3 separate regions of the Sus scrofa genome follow, and all the other regions are linked to region 1. A link is a contact called in public HiChIP or PLAC-seq data. All regions are on one chromosome and are shown on one strand. The core of a region is the stretch at or near the end of the contact, and the rest is flanking DNA. Distances in the headings are between cores, read along the strand shown. Region 1 holds the start of MMP23B (matrix metalloproteinase-23). Region 2 holds the start of LOC110261347. Region 3 holds the start of SLC35E2B (solute carrier family 35 member E2B).

Evidence for each region. HiChIP or PLAC-seq counts read pairs in DNA pulled down with a chosen protein or histone mark.
Region 2: an H3K27ac HiChIP or PLAC-seq map of skeletal muscle shows a contact between it and region 1. The contact joins the promoter of LOC110261347 here to the promoter of MMP23B in region 1. A contact is called at or near these places in 3 of 47 Hi-C or Micro-C datasets (embryonic fibroblasts, heart right ventricle and liver) and 2 of 2 datasets of contacts at active chromatin or transcription factors (alveolar macrophages and skeletal muscle).
Region 3: a contact with region 1 is called in an H3K27ac HiChIP or PLAC-seq map of skeletal muscle. The contact joins the promoter of SLC35E2B here to the promoter of MMP23B in region 1. A contact is called at or near these places in 5 of 47 Hi-C or Micro-C datasets (embryonic fibroblasts, heart right ventricle, liver and 1 more) and 2 of 2 datasets of contacts at active chromatin or transcription factors (alveolar macrophages and skeletal muscle).

What each region holds. Positions count from the first base shown.
Region 1 is chr6:63,799,163-63,803,398 of Sscrofa11.1, forward strand. It overlaps MMP23B (matrix metalloproteinase-23), which reads left to right and starts at 2,506. Exons shown (of 8, transcript XM_021097479.1): 1 at 2,506-2,961; 2 at 3,298-3,434; 3 at 3,514-3,653; 4 at 3,731-3,938. The coding sequence starts at 2,773. It overlaps MIB2 (E3 ubiquitin-protein ligase MIB2), which reads left to right. Exons shown (of 20, transcript XM_021097467.1): 17 at 181-359; 18 at 433-614; 19 at 694-759; 20 at 911-1,263. The coding sequence ends at 1,149.
Region 2 is chr6:63,861,091-63,865,326 of Sscrofa11.1, forward strand. It overlaps LOC110261347, which reads left to right and starts at 2,108. Exons shown (of 3, transcript XR_002345412.1): 1 at 2,108-2,304; 2 at 2,813-3,011. NADK (NAD kinase) reads right to left here and starts at 3,047. Exons shown (of 12, transcript XM_021097484.1): 1 at 2,906-3,047; 2 at 2,658-2,713.
Region 3 is chr6:63,840,165-63,844,400 of Sscrofa11.1, forward strand. It overlaps SLC35E2B (solute carrier family 35 member E2B), which reads right to left and starts at 2,236. Exons shown (of 10, transcript XM_021097474.1): 1 at 1,386-2,236.

The DNA of each region.
Region 1 (4,236 bases), core at 1,256-3,755:
TGGCCAGTGTTCCTGGAAGAGAGGGCGGGGCCAGATGGGTACAGAGTGTGGCGTGTGTGGGGCTGGTGTCAGAACTCGGCCCCTCCCCCGCCCCGCCTCAGGCAGGGAGCAGGTGCCCAGGTCTTGGCAGCTCGGCTTCCCCCCCAACCCCCGCTCACCAGTGTCTGTCCTGCCACCCAGCTACAGGCTTCGGGCCTTCCGGGCAGCGCAGAGCTGACCGCAGGCGCAGCGGTGGCCTGCTTCTTGGCGCTGGAGGGCGCCGACCTGAGCTATGCCAACCACCGGGGCCGGAGCCCGCTGGACCTGGCCACTGAGGGCCGCTTGCTCAAAGCCCTGCAGTGCTGTGCCCAGCGCTTCCGGTGAGCCCAGCGGGGCAGGGTGGGGGTCGACCCAATACCCCGGGCCCCTTCAAGCCTTCTCCTCCCACCGCAGGGAGCGCCAGGCTGGCGGCGGCACGGCCCAGGGCCCGAGGCTGGTGCTCAGCGCCCCCAACGCGGTGACCAACGTGCACGTGGCCGCGCCGTCGGGGCCCGAGGCCGCGGAGTGCCTGGTGTGCTCTGAGCTGGCGCTACTGGTGCTGTTCTCGCCGTGCCAGCACCGCACCGTGTGCGAGGGTGAGTGCGGGGCGGGGGCGGGGAGGAGGGGGCGGGGCCGGGCGGCACTGCCCGCTTACGCTCATGCGCCCCCCTGCAGAGTGTGCGCGCAGGATGAAGAAGTGCATCAGATGCCAGGTGGTCATCGGCAAGAAGCTGCGGCCAGGTGGGGGCTCGGCCCCGCCCCCGGCCCCGCCCGCTCCCCACGGCCCCGCCCCCGGGTGGGGGCGCACTCCAACGCTCGCCCTCCCGGAGGTTCTCCCCCAGGGCCCTGCTCCCCACGGCCCCCCGGCCCTGACGGAGACCCCTTCCCGCAGACGGCACGGAGGTGCTCAGCGCGGGCCCCGCACCTGGTCCGCCGCGGCAGCTGGTGGAGGAGCTGCAGAGCCGCTACCGGCAGATGGAGGAGCGCATCACCTGCCCCATCTGCATCGACAGCCACATCCGCCTCGTGTTCCAGTGCGGCCACGGCGCGTGCGCGCCCTGCGGAGCCGCGCTCAGCGCCTGCCCCATCTGCCGCCAGCCCATCCGCGACCGCATCCAGATCTTCGTCTAGCTCGCGCCTCCCCCTCGACCCCGCGTCCCGGCCGCGCCCGCCTGGTTCCGGCGCCACGCCCCGCGACCTCCTTCGCAGGCCCCTACCCTCTGTTTTATAAAAAGATGTACGGACTCTTCGCATCTGGTTGCCTGCCTGCGGCGGGGCCGCGCGGCCCCCCCCTGCCCCCGCCCCCGCTCCATTTATGCCGCTGATCCAGCTCTGGGGCTCTGCGCTTTGGCCGGAGGTCCCGCCCGGCCTCGGCCAGAAGGGATGGGGCACAGGCCCGCAGTGTCGTCCAGGAGCAGTGGGTGGGCCGAAGCCCCCGCAGCGCCGCCTCCCTGCGCCTGGAGCGGCCGTGGACACAGGCTCTGGCCAGACCCGATCTCACGACGGGCCTGTGGGGTCTTGGCTAGACGGGAGAGGGCCAGGCGTCTGTCTCAGGACCTCTGAGCCTGGGGGGCGGAACACGGACCTGGGGAGAGGGCACGGCACAGGGCGGGGTGTTGGTTTATTGGCACAGATGTTTAGCCACGGAGGGGGGCGCTGCCCTCGTCTGGGCCCGTCTGGGCCCAGCGGCCGGGCGCTTTCCAAGAACCACCCGAAAAGCTCCCCCGGAGCCTCACGGCTGCTCGCCAGCCACTTGGCGCTGACCCCGCTGGCCCGGCGCGCCACTGTCACTCTGGGCTCCAGGCCTGGATGGAGAACGGGGAGGGCCAGCACCCCCGGCTTCGTCCGGCTCGGCGCCTTGCCACTCGCCCGATTCCGCCCCCAGCCCCAGCCCCAGCCCCCGCCCCCACCTCATCTCCCCTCCCCTCAGTCGGCTCCGCCCCGCGGGCCTCCCTGCCCTGGATCCCGGTTCCCCCAGCCCAGAGCGCCCTCGCCAGCATCCCGTCTGGCACGGCTCCTCTGCCAGGCGCTGCCTGAAGGAGCCCTGTCGAGTCTCCTGCCCCCAGGACAGCCAGTCGCCCAGCCCCTACCCGGGACCTTGGAGACCTGGGCCGTGCAGCCGCCCCCTGAGGGCGCCTAGTGGGGATTCCCGGCTCCTGCGCCCCCACCCCCGCCCCTTGTGCGCGTCCCCTCTCGCCCCCAGGAAGGTCCCCTTCCTGCCTGGTTCCCCAAGCCTCGCTCTGCGGGCGCTGCCCCTCTCCCTCTTTCTCCTCAGCACCGTACCCACTTGCCACGTCCCCTCCCGTTGCGTCCCTCCCCTCTCGTGGGGTCCCTGTGAGGCCTGCGTCTGCGGGGATGGAGTGGGGAGACGTGTCCAGAGCTGGCCACGCTCCCGGGTCTCATTCAGTGTCCAGCGGGCTGGGGCGGGGGCTCGGTTTAGGAAAAAAGCTGCCAAGTCACTCAACCCCCCAGCGAGTTGGGGACCCCAGGCGACCAGCCCTGCCTAAGCCTGAGCTGTCCCTTCTCTGGCGTCCGGGGGCCCTTCTTGTCTTACTCCCCCTCCATGACCCCGCCCAGCGGGCCCTGCCCAGGCCACTGCCACCAACCCACAAGCCCAGGTCCCCGCGTCCCAGGCTGGAGGCGGCGGGGTTGCTCCCGACAGCGGGCGGCCAGCTGGTTCCCTTCAGGGGCGGCCGCGCCCCCCTCCCCGCAGGGCTGTAACCCGAGCCGCCGCCGCGCCTCCCCACCGCCCCGATGAGCCCCGACAGCGAGTCCGCAGGCGCCATGGGCCGCCGCGCCTGCGTCCCCTCGGCGGCGTCGGGGGCCCGCGACCAGGCCCGCCGGCTCGGAGCTGTGCTGGGCGCGCTGTGCCTGCTACCCGCGCTCCTGCTCTTGGCCCGGCTCGGGGCCCCGGCGGCCCGGCTCGCGGCGAGCGCAGCGCAAGTGAGAGGGGGAGCGGGAAGCGGGCGGGTCGGGGCCGCCCGCGGTCCGGGTGTGAGTCCTTGTGTCCGCGAGTCCGTGCGTCCGCCGGTGGGGGTGGGGGGGAGCATCTGTCGCCAGCTCCGCCTCCGACCTAGCTGGGTTTTGGTAACCTTTCTCTTTTTGGCTGTTAACCCTCGCCCGGGGTGGAGAACCTTCGGACGCAGAAAGGCAAAGAGCGGCACCGAAAGCGCTCGCCGGAGGCGGTGCCTCCGTTTCCTTCCAGGCCCTTTTCCTCCGCGTCCTGGGCTTAGAGACAGCTCCTGCTGCCTCCCCACGGACCACTTGCTTCCCTTGAAGGGAGACGCCGCGCCCCACCCCATGGGCGCCCCGACCACCCCGAGCCTCGGCCCCCTGCACCCCCAGGCGCCTCGAAGACGCCGCTACACGCTGACCCCCGCCAGGCTGCGTTGGGACCACTTTAACCTCACGTACAGGTGCGACCCTGGCCCTGGGGAGCAGTGCGGGGCCGCCTGGCCGCCAGCCCTGACCTTGACCAGCCACCCCGCTCCCCAGGATCCTCTCCTTCCCGAGGAACCTGCTGAGCCCCAGCGAAACCCGGCGGGGCCTGGCCGCCGCCTTTCGCATGTGGAGCGACGTGTCCCCCTTCAGCTTCCGCGAGGTGGCCCCCGAGCAGCCCAGCGACCTCCGCATAGGTGGGCGACCTCCGCAGAGATGGGCACTGCGCCCCTGCCCCGCCCCGGGGCCGCCTCTCAGCCCTGTGCTCCCCTAGGCTTCTACCCCGTCAACCACACCGACTGCCTGGTCTCCCCGCTGCACCACTGCTTCGACGGCCCCACGGGCGAGCTGGCCCACGCCTTCTTCCCCCCGCACGGCGGCATCCACTTTGACGACAGCGAGTACTGGGTCCTGGGCCCCACACGCTACAGCTGGAAGAAAGGTGACGGCCGGCCTGGCCTCAGTGGGGCCCTCGCACCACGGTGGGCACAGCGGGAGGGCTTTGGGGGGTCGTGGCTGGGGTCTGGGGTCAAGCAGGCCGGGAGGGGAGGCTTCGAAAGGCCGTAGGCCTGGGTTCTGGGAGCCCCGACCCTCCCCCCCACCCCACGCCACTGGAGCCGGAGCCGGAGCCGCATTCCTGGGGGCCAGCTCACCGCCTCGCTGGCTCGGAACATTCTTATCTGCCCATGGCTGCGCGGAGGGAGGCTCCCTGCACTGCCGCAGCTGTGTGGGCTGCAGGGAGCTGCGCGGCCGGCGGGGGGTGGAGGGCTGGGCCGGGGT
Region 2 (4,236 bases), core at 858-3,357, 62 kb after region 1:
ATTTTAACTGTGTTTTTTTTTTTTGGGGGGGGGGTCTTTTTGCCTTTTCTAGGGCTGCTCCCGCGGCATATGGAAGTTCTCAGGCTAGGGGTCTAATCGGAGCTGTAGCCACTGGCCTACACCACAGCCACAGCAACTTGGGATCCGAGGCACATCTGCGACCCACACCACAGCTCACGGCAACGCCGGATCCTTAACCCACTGAGCAAGGCTAGGGATAGAACCCGAAACCTCATGGTTCCTGGTTGGATTCGTTAACCACTGAGCTATGACGGGAACGCCTTAACTATTTTAAAAGGATGAAATTTTAACTCCATCCAAGTTTCATTAAGTTCCTAACAGCACAAATCTAGTATTTAAAAACTTCTCCATCAGAGGAGTTCCCATCGTGGCGCAGTGGAAAGGAATCCGACGAGGAAACATGAGGTTGTGGATTTGATCCCTGGCCTCACTCAGTGGGTTAAGGATTCGGTGTTACCATAGGTCGAAGACATGGCTCGGCTCTGGCATTGCTGTGGCTGTGGTGAAGGCCAGCAGCTGCAGCTCGGATTGGGCCCCTCGCCTGGGAACCTCCATATGCTGTGGGTGCAGCCCTAAAAAGCAAAGTGCTGGCAAGGACTTGATCAAACTGGGCAGTCACCCAGGGGGTCTGAACCCAGAAAGGCCTTTTGGAAAGCTCGGCACAAAAGGTGACCGAAGAGCCAGCCTACGGGGGCCACACAAAGGAGCAAAATAAGAGACCTGGGGCGGGTGGACAGGGGTGGCTGCTTAGCTCGGAAGGAAGCGGGTACCATGCCACCTGCGGCAGAGCTTCGCATCCCTCCAGGCCGCCCTCACCCAGCTTCTCTCCAACTGTCTGAACACCTATCTGCCTGTACCCGGGCCGGGAAACTGCGGGTCTGGGAGACACAGCAGAGCGTGAGCCAGAGAAAGGAATCCCGGAGTCACCCCCGACCCCCTTGAGGGCCAGTGCCGGTCAGCAGGGGAGGGCAAGCCTTCAGGGAGACCCTGCAGGCAGAAGAGCGCCCCCCAACCCCGCCAATGCCCCCTCCGACGCTGGAACATCCGCGTCCAGAGAGAAGCCCCGACTTGAGGCCAAGAAGGTGCGAGGGCACCAACCCGCGGGAAGAACCACCTGCCTCTTGATTCTGCAGCTTAAACAGACCTTCGCGGGGTTCCCGTCTTTCTTACTGGGGCACCGCTTGCTCCTGGCACCTCCCCGAAAACCCTCGAGGCGGTGAGCGAGTTAAGCACCGGGACCAAGCCCACTCACAAGTTCAGCGGAGACCAGAGCACCGGGGCCTCTTCTGGGGAGCTCGTGTCCGTGCCGCCCGGAGCTGCCCGCCCCCATGTCCCTGCCCTCAAGTCCCTGCGGCAAGAGCAGAGGTCACGGCCGGGAGGCTCGGGGGGGGAGGCCGGAGTGGGGCGCACCCAGCAGGGCGAGGCGCTCCCGCACGTGGACCGCGGCGCGCCGGACAGGAAGGCAAAGGGAACAGGGTCTCAGCCAGGACCCAGCGGGCCAGCCGCCGGGTCGTCGGGGAGGCGCTGGGCAGCGAGCTCAGACGCGCCTTCCCAGGAGTCATACCGCGACGTGACCCCCTAAGTGACCGCCTCGCCTGAGGACCGGACCCTCCAAGCTGTCCCCACAGCGCGGACTCCGTCCGGCCGCCCCGACACCTGCGCCGAGCCTGAGGCAGGGGCGGCCGGCCAGCGCCTCCCAGCTCCACACCCGTGCGGTGGGCAGGGACGCCTTGGCCCTGCGACCCCAGCACCCGCTCCCATGACCCTGGGCGGCGGGCTGGGCCGAGGGGACGCGCGCTCACCGTTCGCTTCCCCGGGCGCCTGCGGGGCCGTCGTCTCGCTGGGACGCGCCCGCGGGTTCCGCAGCCCCGCCGCCGCTCGCCGTCGCTAGCCGGCTCCCGGCGCCGCGGCCGACTCCCGCCCCATGGCCGCCCCCCGCCCCACGGCCGCCCGGCCCGCGGCGCCGGCCCGCGGAGTAGCGATGCCGCCGCGCCGCCAGTGCGCACGCGCGCCCCGGCTGACCCCCGCGCGGACCCGCGCGCCTGCGTAGGAGACCGCCCCGCCCCCCGCGTCTACGCACGCGCCCCGCCCCGCCCCGCGCGCGCCGCGGCCGCCCGCACGGGCGTCCGCCCGGGCCTGGGGGCGGGACCCCGGCTGCCAACACCTCCGCAGCAGCCCCGGGAGGACCCTGGTGCCCACTCCCCGCGCCGCGTCGGAAGCGCGTTCTCGGGCCTCATGCCCCGCCCCCCATTCGGCCCCCCGCTTCTCTGCCCCGCGGGCCTGGTGAGCTGACTGCAGGCCCCGCGAGTGGCGACACCACCCGCCACAGACCCTGTAACTGCCAGGGCGTGGCTCTGCTTAACAGGAGTGTGTTTTGGGAAGCAGAAGTCGGTATGCGCAGCAGCAACAGAGCTGTGCCCCTGGGCCGCCCGCGCTTGCCCACCCTGAGCGGCTTGGCGGGTCCCTGCACACCTAGACCTGGGCCTGGGGTCTCAAGGGACCTGCTGACACTGTTCTCCCTAACCCGCGAGCCCCGTACTGGAGGACCTAGAGAGGAGGGGGACCAAGGTGACGTTGCACACCCCTCGCCCCCAAGCCCTTTCCCCCAAGGCTCGCCAAACTGACTGGTTACCCACCACCTGGGTGCCGGACGTCAGGGATCCCAGCTGTGTGCCTCTCTCCGGGGACGTGTCTGGGAACAAGCAGATGCAGGGTCACTGTAGATGAGGCTGGCCAGGCACCAGGCTTTGTAATCGCCTGGCTCTCAGGGCCTGCCGTTATTCCTTCCTAGAGCCCTGCTCCCGGGACAAGAAGCACCTGACCGAGGCCATGTGTGGACTAGAGTCCTCTGAGCAGCCTGGCTTCTACCTTCCCGCCCCCATACCTGAGGGCGAGTCTTCTCTAGCCAGGACTCCTGGGCCTGTGTCTGGAGACCTGGAACACACCTCTCACTGCTGTCCTAGGACCCCTGGTCAGTGGGGTCACCGAGGGTGAGTGGAGAGGGAGGCAGATGGCGGGAACTGGAGGGGGTTTCTCAAGTTCTGTAACTTCCCCATCGGGCTCTTTTGTAAACTCAACCACTTCCCCAAAGTGACCATTAGCCACACCCTGAGAAAAGCAAAGCCTTTTGAGCTGTGGGTTGGAGTATGATTGTCAACAATACTAATGCTAGGCTAGGCCTCCTGGGAACCTTCTAGAGCAGGGGGGGCACTTTGCACAGAAGGCTGCAAGGCAGGAGTTCCAGCCTTGTCGCCAGCCACGGCACACAGCAGGCATGCATCCTGTGTACCCCTCCCTAAAGGGAGCTTGTACAGGTGCGTCTTACTCGTCTTACTCACGGAAATGTGCCGCCTGGGCCTTGGCCATAGGCTTCAGGCCACAGTGCTTCCCCATTTCAGAAGTAAGAAAACAGGGGCTGCGTGCGGGCTTCCTTCAGCTGAGTGTAATTGTGCAATTTCTCCCAGCAGGCCCTGGGTCCCACCCAGGGATTCCAAGCTGCCAGCTCACACCCTGCAATCAGGAAGGCCAGTGCTGGGAGGGGCGCTTTAGGGCCTCCAGAAGCTTCCTAGAGTAGGTTTTGCTTGGGGTGACGCCAGGGCAGGGCTGGAAAGAGCCGGGCTGAGTGGGGAGAGGGAAAGGCCAGCAGCGGGGCCAGCGGCCGGCTTGAGGGTAGGGCTGCATGTGGTTAGGCCAGTGCAGGCGGGGCAGAGGATAGGGGATCTGCCACAGAGGGACTCGGGGTTTGGGAAAGGCCATGGGTGCCACCTCTCCCAGTGCCAGAGCTGTAGACGCTCTTAAGTTGGTGTTTGTTTCTTTGTGCTTTTTCCTAAACACGGCTCCCCTGCTGCTTGAGCTTTAGCCCCCCAAAACCTGAACCCATCCTCTTCTGAGGGTCAAAAGATTGGGGCGAGCGGGGGTCGTGGTGCAGGGCCATAGAGGGTGCAGTGGGTAGGGCTGCCTGCCCAGAGCTGGACTTAGGCAGGCAGGGGGATGGTCCTGAATTGGGAGCGGCAGGGTATGGAGGGGCTCCTCCTGCCAGCTCTCGGGAATGGGGTGAAAGGAGGCTGCCCAGAACCCAGACGGGGAAGCGGCTAGGAGCCTGGGTGACAGGCCTGGCCGGGAGGCACCGAGGCTCCCTGGGGAGGTGAGTGACGCGGGCTGTCCAGAGGCCACTGCCTCCATCACCCAGCTTCTGGCCTGCAGCCAGCATGTCTT
Region 3 (4,236 bases), core at 986-3,485, 41 kb after region 1:
TAAGGCACAGGGAACTGCATTCAATATCTTGCAATAAGCTATCGGGGAAAATAGTCTAAAAAGAGTAGGTATCTCTGTATGACTGCATCACTTTGCTGTCCACCTGAAACTAACACGACCTGTAAATCACTATACTTCAATGAAGAAAAATTTTTTCAAAAAAAACAGATTTCTTTGATGTAAAAACTTTCCAATTCCCTTTCTTAATGCTCCTTTTCATGCTGATTAATACAGTTTCATTCTACTTTAAAACGCTACTTGCAAGTTGAAAGGTTTTTGTTAAAGGACATATTAAAACACAAAAAAAACTTTAAGCCACTGAACACAAAATCTGCCTCTAAAGAGAGTTGTTTTCTTTCTTTTACAGCAGTGGTGGGTAAGCAAGGCTTCGGAACATGAACACAGGGGGAACTGCCTGGACCTCCACAGGCCTCCAAAACCGGGTACAGAAAAATCACCTGAGGACTAGAATGAAGGCATAGCTCTGGTTTCCCAAGCCAATTTGCAAATGACAGCTAGCTAGAATCAGCGCCCTGCAGGAGTCTGCCATTATACATATAATTTCCAATCTTCTATGATTTGGGGCAGAAAAATACCAACTGCAACGAATTGGAAGGCGATCGCCCCCTTTAGCTCTGGAGGGGACGGTTTATCCCACCTCGGGGGGCGCCACGGTCGACGGTAGAAAACGCAAAGACCCCGGACGCAGTGTCCCTGCCCGGCCTCTGATCCCTCCCAGCGTGCAGGGCGCCGAGCCCCCAGCCCTGCCCGAGGACGCCCAGCCCCCGCCCCTCCTGGGCCTCCACCGGACCCGGAGACCCCCAGCCCCAGCTCCGCTTCAGGAGCTGAGCGGACGCGGGGCAGGAACGCGGGGCCCGCCCCGGGGGCCTTGTGTCGAGCGAGACAGCGCCCCGCGGCCGCGCCATCCACCCTGAGAGGCGGCCTGGGGGCTTCACGTGGTGGACGCGAGGGACAGTCACCCTGCGGTTGCCGGGCCTCGGGAGGATGGACGGCCCCGGACGACTGGGCCACGCGCGGGCCGAGGCTCTGGGGTGCCCAATGGCCGCGCCCGCAAGGGGGTCCGCAGGCCGGGGGAGGGAGGAGGCCGGAGAGAGGGGCGACCCCCGGAGGCAACCCGCCCGGCCAGCTTTATTCAGGACGTCACCCACCAAGGAAGCCCGCGGCCAGACGGCGCGCGGACCACGTAGCCTCGGGACGCCGCCCCGCCGCCCCGCCGCCCCGCCGCCCCGCCGCCCCGCCGCCCCGCCGCCCCGCCGCCCCGCCGCCCCGCCGCCCCGCCGCCCCGCCGCCCCGCCGCCCCGCCGCCCCGCCGCCCCGCCGCCCCGCCGCCCCGCCGCCCCGCCCACACACAGGGCCCCGCCCACCTCCCGGCGACGGTGGCTCCGGGAGCGAACGGCAGCAGACCCGGCCCAGGTGAGGTGGGCGGGCCCCGAGCGGACCCGCGGGTCCCTCCGGGCGGCGGGGCGGGGCCGGGGGCGGGGCGAGCCGGAACGGAAGTGAGGCTGTCGACACGGAAGCCGGGATCCGGAAGTGACGTATCGGAAGCCCGCGGCCGCTCCTCGCAGTCCGGAGGGACTCGCTGCCGCTCGCTGCGAGTGTCCCGCCTTCGTCGCCGCTGCTGTGTAGCCGGGGCCGGAGACGCGCTGCTGGGCAGTTCCCCGCTCTGTACTTCCCTTGTCACCCTCCAGGCTGTACGACCGGGGCTCAGGAGGGGAAGGTGCTGCTGGGCAACAGCGCGCTCGGCATTTGCCCCCTTGGCCCCCTCGGGGCCGGACCACCGCGGCCCTGGAGAGGCGGCCAGTCCGTGGAGGCGAAGACCTACAAGCCCCTAGGGGCCGCTCTCCGGGTTTGGGTTTCAAGGGACGAAACTCCAGCCGCAACACACCTACTTTAGGGAAGGAGAGATGGGCTGAGGCGACCAGCGCAGGAGCTCTGGGAGCTGCTGGATCCCGAGGCCACGCCCCCTGGCGCTGCGGTGATTGGAGGAGCGGTGGGTAGCCCCGCCCAGGGGCGTGGCCTAGGCCCGCTTGGGTGCCAGGCTCCGCCTGGCCGGTTGCTCCTGCTGCTGGCCTAGTCTCTCTTGTCCGGTTTTCCTCCCCTGCTTACTTTTTAACTTAAGTTTTAGGAGCAAGGGTACAGCTAATGGGCTCTTCTTAACGACTGCTTTTTGGCCAAACTTTTGCATTTTTTCCATATTGTTTTAAAATTAATAAAGTTTCAGAATTCCCTGTGGCACAGCGGGTTAAGGATCCTGTGGTTGTCACTGCAGTGGCTCTGGTCACTGCTTTGGAGCGGTTTCGATCCCTAGCCTGGGAACTTCCAAATGCTGTGGGCACGCACAAAAACAAATGAATAAAATTTCTCCTTTAGGTCCTGGCCAGAGGGTCAGTTAATGGAGGGTGGTATCTGCCCATCCCTAGGCACCCACAGGCAGGGCTTTCCGTGAGATTCTTTAGAGACTGTAACTGGAGGAGCATCAGGGGAGCCCCAGGGGCTGGTCAAGGGCCTGGCCCTGAAAATGCAAAATAAAAGAAAGCATCGGAGTTCCCGTCGTGGCTCAATGGTCAACGAATCTGACTAGGAACCATGAGGTTGGGGGTTCGATCCCTGGCCCCGCTCAGTGGGTTAAGGATCTGGCATTGCCATGAGCCCTGGTGTAGGTTGCAGATGCGCCTCAGATCTGGCATTTCTGTGAACCTGGGAACCTCCATATGCCACGGATGCAGCCCTAGAAAAAGACAAAACAAAAACAAAAACAGCAAAAAAATGAAATTCATGTGTACTTACCTCTGAACATTATATGGTGCCATTTTCATCATCTCTAAATTGAGTGTGCAGGACCCTCAACAAGTTTATGGGGTGGCTTTTCCTACTTTGCACAAAACCCTGAGATGACGGGATTTTCTGAGGGGCCACACCTGTGACATTCCGAAGTTCCCAGGCCAACCCCACACCACAATGGTGACCAGCACCACAGCGGTGACAGTGCCAGGGAACTCCAACTGAGATGCTTGATGACTGCCCAGCTGTGCTGGATTGTTGATGGTCAGTGAGTTACTTGGAAACAAATAGTTTCAAAAGCAAACTTACAGAAAGTATCAAAAATTTTTTGCAGAGTTCCCGTCATGACTCAGTGGTTAACGACTCTGACTAGGAACCATGAGGTTGCAGGTTGGATCCCTGGCCTTGCTCAGTGGGTTAAAGAGCTAAGGATCCAGTGTCGCTGTGAGCTGTGCTGTAGATCGCAGACACAGCTTGGATCCTGCGTTGCTGTGGCTCTGGCGTAGGCTGTCGGCTACAGCTCCGACTCAACCCCTAGCCTGGGAAGCTCCATATGCTGTGGGTGTGGCCCTGGAAAAAGACAAAAAGACAAAAAAAAAATTTGTTTTGAGATCTTTCTTACATTTTATCTGGGACAGTGCCATTTAATAATTTTGAAATGATGTCAGAGGAGCCTGGGCCCCTCCTGTCCTGGGCTGGGCTCCCGGCACACAGGACAGTGCTCCCTGCCTCCTGGGCTTCCAGCTAGCCCTTGGGCAGCGCTGCCCAGGCCTCCAGCCACTGCCAAGGAAGCCCCTGCTCTGTGGTCACATTTCCAGAGTTTGGGTCCTGCCCCTTTCTCTTTGTCCCGCTAATGGCTGGTCACCTAAAACAACAAAACAGCCAGTTATTTTACTGTGAAATGAGTTTGGCAGCAGCAATGCGTTGTGACTTTGGACACCCAACTGTGGTGACCCTCTCACAAGTCTGGTAAAACAGAGGAGAGGAAACTTATAAAGAGGAGAAAGGGGAAGTTGTTATAAACAAAAAGTCCAGGAGGTCCCGTCATGGCACTGTGGAAGCGAATCCATCTAGTATCCACAAGGTTGCGGGTTCCATCCCTGCCTCACCTAATGGGTTAAGGATCCGGTGTTGCCATGAGCTGTGATGAAGGTCCCAGATGTGGCTTAGATCTGGTCTTGCTGTGGCTGTTGTGTAGGCCAGCGGCTACAGCTCCATTTGACCCTAGCCTGGGAACCTCCATGTGGCACGGATGTGGCCCTAAAAAAGGCAAAAAAAAAAAGTAGCTTGCTTCTCATCACAGATGGAAGGGACTCTGCTGCTATTGGTTCCATATCAAGGTTGAGGGGTGTGAGCCTGAGAGCTACCCCCTGACACTACTAGAATTGAGGCTTCCCTCTATTAGTTTCCACACAGTTCTTGTCTAAGTTCTTG